3 separate regions of the Mus musculus genome follow, and regions 2 and 3 are each linked to region 1. The links are chromatin contacts, called in public Hi-C maps. All regions are on one chromosome and are shown on one strand. Each heading gives the region's core, a stretch centred on a gene start, on an enhancer-like site or on the middle of the called end of the contact. The rest is flanking DNA. Distances are from core to core; before and after follow the strand shown.

Region 1 (2,607 bases), core at 49-2,548:
GGGGAGGGAAGGAGAGGGGAGGACAGGGGAGGGGAGGGGAGGACAGGGGAGGGGAGGACAGGGGAGGGGAGGACAGGGGAGGGGAGGGGAGGGGAGGACAGGGGAGGACAGGGGAGGGGAGGGGGGAGAGGAGGGGAGGGGAGGGGAGGGGAGGGGAGGGGAGGGGAGGGGAGGGGAGGGGAGGGGAGGGGAGGGGAGGGGAGGGGAGAAAAGGGCTTGGCCTAATGGCTTGTAATATGATTTTTTGTTGTTGTCCAAACAAACAAACAAACAATCTGTGAACAGTTTCAAAATTACGTTTTCATTTTCATAGTGCACAAAATGCCAGTCACATCCTGGGCAAAAAGTGCCTGGTCCTCACGCTGTCCCACTGTGCAGGAGGGACAGTCCCCAAACCAGTGCAGAGCTTGTGAGGCCCAACAGAAATTAACAGGCTCTTGTATGCACCAGTACAATTACATTCCGGCCAGCTTTAGGCGACTTCAAACCCAGGTTCCAAATAAGATGTGCGTTCACTGAACTGAAACACGGGGTATTAGATTTATAATAAACACAGAGAGAGGTCACATGGTGCTGCCATTTCTCAAGAGGAAATTAAATGAGAATGTCAGGACTTTATTCGGCTTGGCCCTGTGCTCTGTGTAGAATCCAGGTGACAAAGAAGAGCCCTCAGCTAAGGGTGATGCAGCCATCCCCATCTTCACCCAGCTTGGGGACCTGCCACATCCCGGGCTCTGTCACTGGACCTCTCGATGTAGTCCAGGCTGGCCTCTCACTTGAAATAATTCTGTCTCTGCCTCCAGAGCGTTGATATCACAGTTGGGTTTACATTTTCTTTTGAGACAGAGGTAGTCTTGAACCGGGGACCATCCTGCCTCTGCCTCCCAGATGCTCACAGTACAGGTGTGCACCACCACGCCCAACTTCAGGCTCTTTCTGTGTCTTCCTACCCCAATCTGCACTCAGAATAGAATCCAGAGCCTTACACCTGCTAGGCAAGTATTGTGACATTGATCTGAGTCCCCAACTCCCAGACTTTCTTTGTAAGTGTCAGTGGAATTCAAGGAGCAAGGGATATGTGACTGTTTTGGAGGCCACATATTCCATCCTCCTGGACCTCTTGCAATCCCTGAACTGGTGAGAGGACCCCCACTGAGAACTACTCTGCCCTCCAGAGCACATCTGCTGCAGTGCCCCCCAGGGCCTCCACCTCTTATTAACCTCGAATGTAGATGTGGTTGGTCGTGGCTGGAAGGAACTGGGTAGCTTTGCTCCCCAGACAGGAAGTTAGATGAGCAAGACAGCTCTTTCCTGACCAGGGTGACCTCTGAACTTGGGAGGCAGGGACAGCAGCTGGGACTCTGTACAAATCAAGGGATGGCTAAGCCACTGGAAGAAAGGCTGGGCACGGGGCACTGGGATCACTGCAGGAACCTAAGAGTCCAGCAAGGGACCCAGAAGGCCTTGCTAGCCTTTGCCTCTCTGGAAGGTCCCTGAAACAACAAAAGCCAGTCTGCAGGCAGCATCAGCCAGGGGAAGATTGGACCCTTCATGTGGGGTTTACCAGGAGAGTGGCCTTACCTAGCAACCTGAGTGAATGTTCTCTTCAGACAGGTGAAGCTGAGGCGTATGGAGATCAGTCAGGCCTCCACGTTCCCAGTCTAGCTGCATCCAAGTAGAAGAGATTTATGCTTTCTCCCACCCAGGCCACCAATTCCACTTGTCCCCAGCCAGCATTTCCTGGGTACGGAAGCTCTCACCATGCCCCTGTAATGCCTGAGTGCAGGTAGACTCAGCTGGCCGGGGGACCTGCATGTCCAGCAGAAGTGCAAGGGCAGGCCGAGTGGGTATACGTCCTCAACACCAGCACACAGGGTGCAGATCCAGGCACTGATACAAGCACACAGATTCACATGCTTGGACACACACAAGTGGAAGTGTATACATGTGCACACAAAAACACACAGCGATGCTCTGTCCTGCCCTAGGCCACAGAGACCTGGCCTCAGAAGGCTGTGTCCCTGCACTTAAAAGCCACAGGGGTGTTTATGAAGCCAGCAGAGAAGGAAGGCATTACAACAAGGGATTGCATCTGTGAGGCAGGAAGTGTTACAGCATACACCTATACATACACAGCGCAGACATGCACATCACACACCTGCAGTCACGTGTACGTACACACACATACACACACATGTAACACATTTGATCACAGACCAGAGGCCCAGCATGTTTGAAAAACATATGGAAGAGCAAGGATGGCAGCCAGGCCATCAGGAGGGAATGGCGTCTGGTCCAGGGTAGGCTGCTGGCTCTCTCTGACCTGCTGCTGTCACGTCACGCCTCCTGCCTCACACATGCAATCCCTTGTTGTAATGCCTTTCTCCTCTGCTCAGCCTCATAAACACCCCTGTGGCTTTTAAGTGTGGGAACACATCCTTCTCAGCCCAGGCCTCTGTGGCCTAGGGCAGGACAGAGCTTCCAGCCCAGGCAGGACAGTGAACAGCAACAGCAGTGAGCAGTGGGATGCTTCATCACCTCCCTCCATAGGTATGGAGACCTGCCTCAGAGACTTGTGGATCCAGGTGAGTGATTGGCTCTAGGGTC
Region 2 (2,607 bases), core at 54-2,553, 390 kb after region 1:
ATGCAGAGGCCATGGAGGGATGTTCTTTACTGGCTTGCTTCACCTGGCTTGCTCAGCCTGCTCTCTTATAGAGCTAAGACTACCAGCCCTGAGATGGTCCCACCCACAAGGGGCCTTTCCCCCTTGATCACTAATTGAGAAAATGCCTTACAGTTGGATCTCATGGAGGCATTTCCTCAACTGAAGCTCCTTTCTCTGTGATAACTCCAGCTGTGTCAAGTTGACACAAAACTAGCCAGTACAGAGAGTTCCAGGGTAATTCAGACCCTATCTCTAAATACATACATACATACATACATACATACATACATATATACATACATGCACACACACACACACACACACACACACACACACACACACACACACACACACCAGCCTGGCTTATAGAGAGTAGCCCTGGCTGTCCTGGAACTCACTTTGTAAACCAAGCTGGCCTCGAACTCAGAAATCTGCCTGCCTCTGCCTCCCAAGTGCTGGGATTAAAGGTGTGCGCCATCATGCCTGGCTCTACCTTATTTTTGAGACAGGATCCTAACCTGAGACTCATTGACTGAGGTAGGCTGGCTGGTAGGGATCTGCCTGGTACTGGGGTTACACTCACAGGCTACCCATTCTTACTTTTTGTGGGTGCTGGGGATTAAACTGCCGCTTGTATTCCAAGCACTTTACTAACGGATTTATCTCTGCAGCTGCTGACTTTATTTGTTGAGAGGATCTTACGAGGCTGTGCTGAAGTTCAGTTATGTGTTGCTAGCCTGGCATGGCTCCATGCCCAGTGCTATGATAGAGTCTTGTGTCATTGTCTAGAGAAGACTCGAGGCTCCTCTTGGAGGATTGAGGTGGCTTGTGTTGTTCTTGGACCCACCTGTTGTCAGCCCAGTCAGCTGCTCACAAGGGTCACAGCAGCTGCCTTTGCCTCCCTCAGAGAGGAAACCTCTCCCAGAAGCCCTCTGGTCTTGAACTGTATGCTCTGTAGACAGTCCTACTTTCTCTCTGGGAGGAGGGAGGGAGGGAGGCTGCCTACAGGGGGTGAGGTGACTGCAGTTAGCCAGCCTCAGTGTGCCTAGGAGCCAGGAGGCTGTAGCAGGCCAAATACATAGAAAGCCCAGTGGTGGGACTGAACACTGAGTCAGCTGCTTGAAGCCAGGGCCTCGGGGGTGAGCTGCTCTGCTGGACTGGGGCACCATGTGGCTAAGTATATTTGTTACTTTTCACGTCAGGGCCCTGATATGAGTCTGGATGCTGTGGTAGGACCCACAGGAGAACCTAAGGTGTGGAGATTGAAAGAAGTGACTAATAAGAAAGGGTCCCTGGAGGCTGGGAGGGACCCAGTATAGGGCACAGGACATGGCTTCAGGACGCTAGTTGCTACGGCAGGAAGGAAGGAAGGAAGGGTGTGTGTCAGGCTTCCCTCTTTGAGGAACTCTATGTGTGTATATGTGTGTGTGTCTGTGACAGCAGCTGCCACTCAATAGAGCAGAGACAGTAGGTTAGAGACTTGCCTAGGCTACAAAGTGAATTCGAGGGTCTATGGATTCCACAGGCTTAATGGGTTAAATCACATATAACTACCAAGTCCAATGAATTGACTCCTATCCCTGGGAAACAAATGATGGGAAGAGAGAATTGTTGTTCAAAGTTGTCCTCTGACCTGCACATAAAATTCTGCCAGCCCCACCCCTGCTCAATGTAAAATTTAATTTTTTTTCTAATAACTAAGTTCTTGGAGAGTGGGTCTATAAGAGCTGTTACTTTTTTTCTCAGGATAGTCTTTGAGACTTATAACTAGCGTCTGTGTCTTCATCTGCCACTTTGTTCTTCCTGTCCTGGATGGAGCCTGTAAACACAGCTACTAAAAATGCTTCAGGATTCAGGGGTTTATGCTGCCTGGAGTGGGATGCAGGGTCCCTCCTGCATCCGGCTCTAGGTGTCCTTATGAATGGAAACCATGCTTAGGGGTAATAGGTTATAGCCTGGACAACCTGGGTAGCTGGTGACACACTAAACTACAGTCCCTACAGAACTGGGGATACAGCAGATAAACAGTAGAGACCTGGAAACTGTCAAGTCCGGTTCTTCATTTGGAGGTCAGTAGGGGAGCTGGTCCCCTCTTTCTTCCCTTTCCTTTTGTATCTCTGTCCCAGACGCTGCTGTGCTATCAAGATTTCGAATTCTTCATTGCCCAGCACACAGAGAACGTGTGAGAACCTTCTAGATACTTCTGAGCTTATGTGTTATGTAGAGACTTATGTGAGTTTCTTTCACAGTGTGTCAACCTTCTCATCAGTGGAAAAATACGGGTCAGAAGCCTTTGGGGAAGGTGTAATTGGACTCACAGTTTTGCGGGTCTCAGGCTGTGGTCCTTGGCTGTTGATTCTGGACCATGGGATGTATAATCGAGCTGAGTTGCTTACCTCATTGATGAACCAGGACAGAGAACATGGAAATAATTGGAGACCAAGCATAACTTTGAAAGGCACAGTCTCAGGCCCTACCTATTGTTTCCAGAATGCTTCAGATCAGCTCCTGCAGCTAGAGATGAAGCCTTTATCCACATACCCTGTGGCGTCATTTCATATCCAGCCCATAGTAAGCAGTGTGAGT
Region 3 (2,607 bases), core at 35-2,534, 300 kb after region 1:
AAGGAATGCACCCAAGACCAACCACTGGCCTTCTACACACACACACACACACACACACACACACACACACACACAGAGAGAGAGAGAGAGAGAGAGAGAGAGAGAGAGAGAGAGAGAGACGCATGCACACAAAACATTTAATTAAAAAAATAACATAGGGCTGTACATCAGTGGAAGAGGGCCTCCCAGCATGTAAGGTTTATTGTTAATGATTAACTCCAGTGTGTATAACGCCAGAAGTCACGTTTGTCAAAGGGTTTTCTCTGATGAGTTAGTTCATCACTCAAAGGCTCAAACGCCTTCCTTACTTCGGAACAGGTTCCTTCAGGGATGAAAGAGATCAAGTATGATTTGCATACGGTTCTCTCTCCATTTCTGAGAAATTTCAGGTGGAATAAGTTGGGTGTTTGGCGCCCCCACTATGCAAACCATGATGCTTCATTTTTTTTTTCATCCACACTCTCCCCCCTTTTAAGGTTGATGTTGTCACGATCTAAGGCCCCAGCGCGGGTGGGTGGGGCGCGAGGGGGGTGCTGTCAAAGGATTGGGGTGGCTTGTTTCATGAGAAAGGCAAAGAGGGTAAAGAAAACAATGGAAGTGAGCTGAGGGGTGGGGGTGGGGGGCTTGGAAGACAGTAACAGAGGCCCGAAGGCTCTAGAAGGCTCTAGTGAGTGTCCTGCGCAGTGTTGAGTCACAACGTCCAGGTCATCGCCCCGCCCCACACTGATTGGAATCATCCAGCCTAGAGGCCTTGGGGTTGAGGGGACCCCATGGCGGATGAGGACGAGGAGGTACACCTAGCCTCAGAAGGATGGGGAATCACACACACACACACACATACCGTGACTCGGTCCCCAAACCCTGGGCCCACCAGAGGAGAGTTGGGGACGCCCCCAGATGGTGGTGAGTGCAAGGCGCCTCCAGACCCTGGTGGGTACAGGGGACCAACCCAACCCTGTCCTGAGAGCTTTTACAAAGGCCTGGTACCACCTTGGACGCCAACAGTTCTCCCCCCACCCCACCCCCGCCTCCACCCGCGTAGCCCCGCGGGGCTGATTGCGCCCCTCCCCAAATCCCTCGTGTCCCCGTGAGTCCCCCACCCCACCCCAGTTCCCGCTGACACCCAGCTCCAGATAGGGCCGGGTCCCTACACAGACCCCACCCCAGCCTGCGTACCTGTAGATGCGCGGTGCCCGAGGCCGGAGGAGGCTGCGCGAGGACGCGGGGACGCGGGGACGGCGAGCGGGTCCCCGCACTGCAGCGGCGCCGCCCTCCGCCCGCCCCCGCTGCGCGTCGCCGCCGGCCGCCAGGCCCCGCGCACCGCGCCCGCGCGGGTCGCCCACCGACCGCTGTCCTCCCCAGGGACCGCCCCACAGCTGTCTCTGAATGCCAGGGACACACCAGAGCTCTGTCGCGCAGGCCCCGCGTCCCCGCACACACACAGGTCCTGCCACCCGGACCTCCTACCACCCCATTCCTCTCTTCCTAAGCTAGCCCGACCTGGCTGGCGCCGCTCCTTCCGGGCCTAGATGCTCTCTCTGCTCAGGGCACAGTGGCACCGTGCTCTGTCTGAGCTGTCATTCTGAGTCTCATTCAGTGCCTGCCCACTCTAAAGCCGAGGCCTGTAGCAAAAATTAGCCACCACGCACGCATCCTGTCCTGCGCCATCTGCTCCTGTGGAAACAGAGTCCATCTTCTCCCAGTGATCTGAGCTGCAGGAGGAAGGATGAGACTCAAAGGTGCTGGAGAAGACATCTCCAATCTTCTGGCCTGTCTATATTCTCCAGTCCACCACGTATTCCCCCCACTCACCTGTCCTGACTCACCTGTGCTCACACCCTGTTCCCCAATCTGTTCTTCCATTCACCAGCTCCCCACTCGTCTATCTACACTGACCAGCTCCCTGAATTTGTTCCTCCACTCACCTGCCCACATTCCCTATCGTTCAGGGGTACCCCATTGCCCAGCTGCCTGATACCTCTTGCCACATTCACCAGCCCTCCTCCTCCTGACACACATGTCTCCACATGGCCACCAACCTGGCCTGTGCTCTCAGCAGGCAGGGCTGGCGGTGGCCCACACCTCTTCCTGCCAATGTGAAGGAAAACTGCTGTAAAAGGACTTGCTGCTTTGGAACAGGGCTCAGTTGATATCGTGCTTGCCTAGCATGCAGGAGCTCAGGGTCCCATCACCAGCAATGCACCAACATGGCAGCACACACCAGTGATCCCAGCACGTGGGGTGTAGCAACAGGAGCAGCGCATTGTCTGTATTGTATGTTTGCCTACAATAGCAAGTTTGAGGCCAGCCTAGGCTACATGAGGTTCTGTCTCGAATAAAATCAAATCTAGAATGAAATTAATAATAAAACAAAACAAGTATATGATAAAATAAACAAAAATAATAAAATAAAATAAAAAAAAGACACTGCTCAGCCGGGCATGGTGGTGCATGCCTTTAATCCCAGCACTTGGGAGGCAGAGGCAGGCATATTTCTGAGTTCAAGGTCAGCCTGGTCTACAGAGTGAGTTCCAGGACAGCCAGGGCTATACAGAGAAACCCTGTTTCAAAAAACCAAAAAAGAAGAAGAAGAAGAAGAAGAAGAAG

Evidence for each region. Hi-C and Micro-C count contacts between places; a contact is called where the count stands out from the background.
Region 2: a contact with region 1 is called in a Hi-C map of bone marrow-derived macrophages, with 16 read pairs. The contact joins two enhancer-like sites. A contact is called at or near these places in 1 of 484 Hi-C or Micro-C datasets (bone marrow-derived macrophages), 2 of 115 datasets of contacts at active chromatin or transcription factors (bone marrow-derived macrophages and pancreatic cancer cells) and 2 of 9 other capture datasets (adipose tissue and macrophages).
Region 3: a contact with region 1 is called in a Hi-C map of bone marrow-derived macrophages, with 26 read pairs. The contact joins the promoter of Prkar1b here to the enhancer-like site in region 1. A contact is called at or near these places in 2 of 39 promoter capture datasets (embryonic stem cells and neural stem cells), 1 of 484 Hi-C or Micro-C datasets (bone marrow-derived macrophages), 11 of 115 datasets of contacts at active chromatin or transcription factors (bone marrow-derived macrophages, craniofacial prominence, embryonic basal ganglia and 7 more) and 5 of 9 other capture datasets (adipose tissue, embryonic stem cells, liver and 2 more).

The regions. Positions count from the first base shown.
Region 1 is chr5:138,826,758-138,829,364 of GRCm38.p6, forward strand. No RefSeq gene overlaps it. Among named protein-coding and RNA genes, the nearest start is that of Gm30206, 2.8 kb to the left of the region's middle. Within about 2 kb of position 1,299, at least 16 of the 459 cell types and tissues checked have an H3K27ac peak or open chromatin away from gene starts, as enhancers often do. A contact at or near this core is called in bone marrow-derived macrophages, where this site is marked.
Region 2 is chr5:139,219,423-139,222,029 of GRCm38.p6, forward strand. The region is part of intron 2 of Sun1 (Sad1 and UNC84 domain containing 1); the gene reads left to right. Among named protein-coding and RNA genes, the nearest start is that of Sun1, 20 kb to the left of the region's middle. Within about 2 kb of position 1,304, at least 24 of the 459 cell types and tissues checked have an H3K27ac peak or open chromatin away from gene starts, as enhancers often do. A contact at or near this core is called in bone marrow-derived macrophages, where this site is marked.
Region 3 is chr5:139,128,468-139,131,074 of GRCm38.p6, forward strand. It overlaps Prkar1b (protein kinase, cAMP dependent regulatory, type I beta), which reads right to left and starts at 1,285. Exons shown (of 11, transcript NM_008923.3): 1 at 1,177-1,285.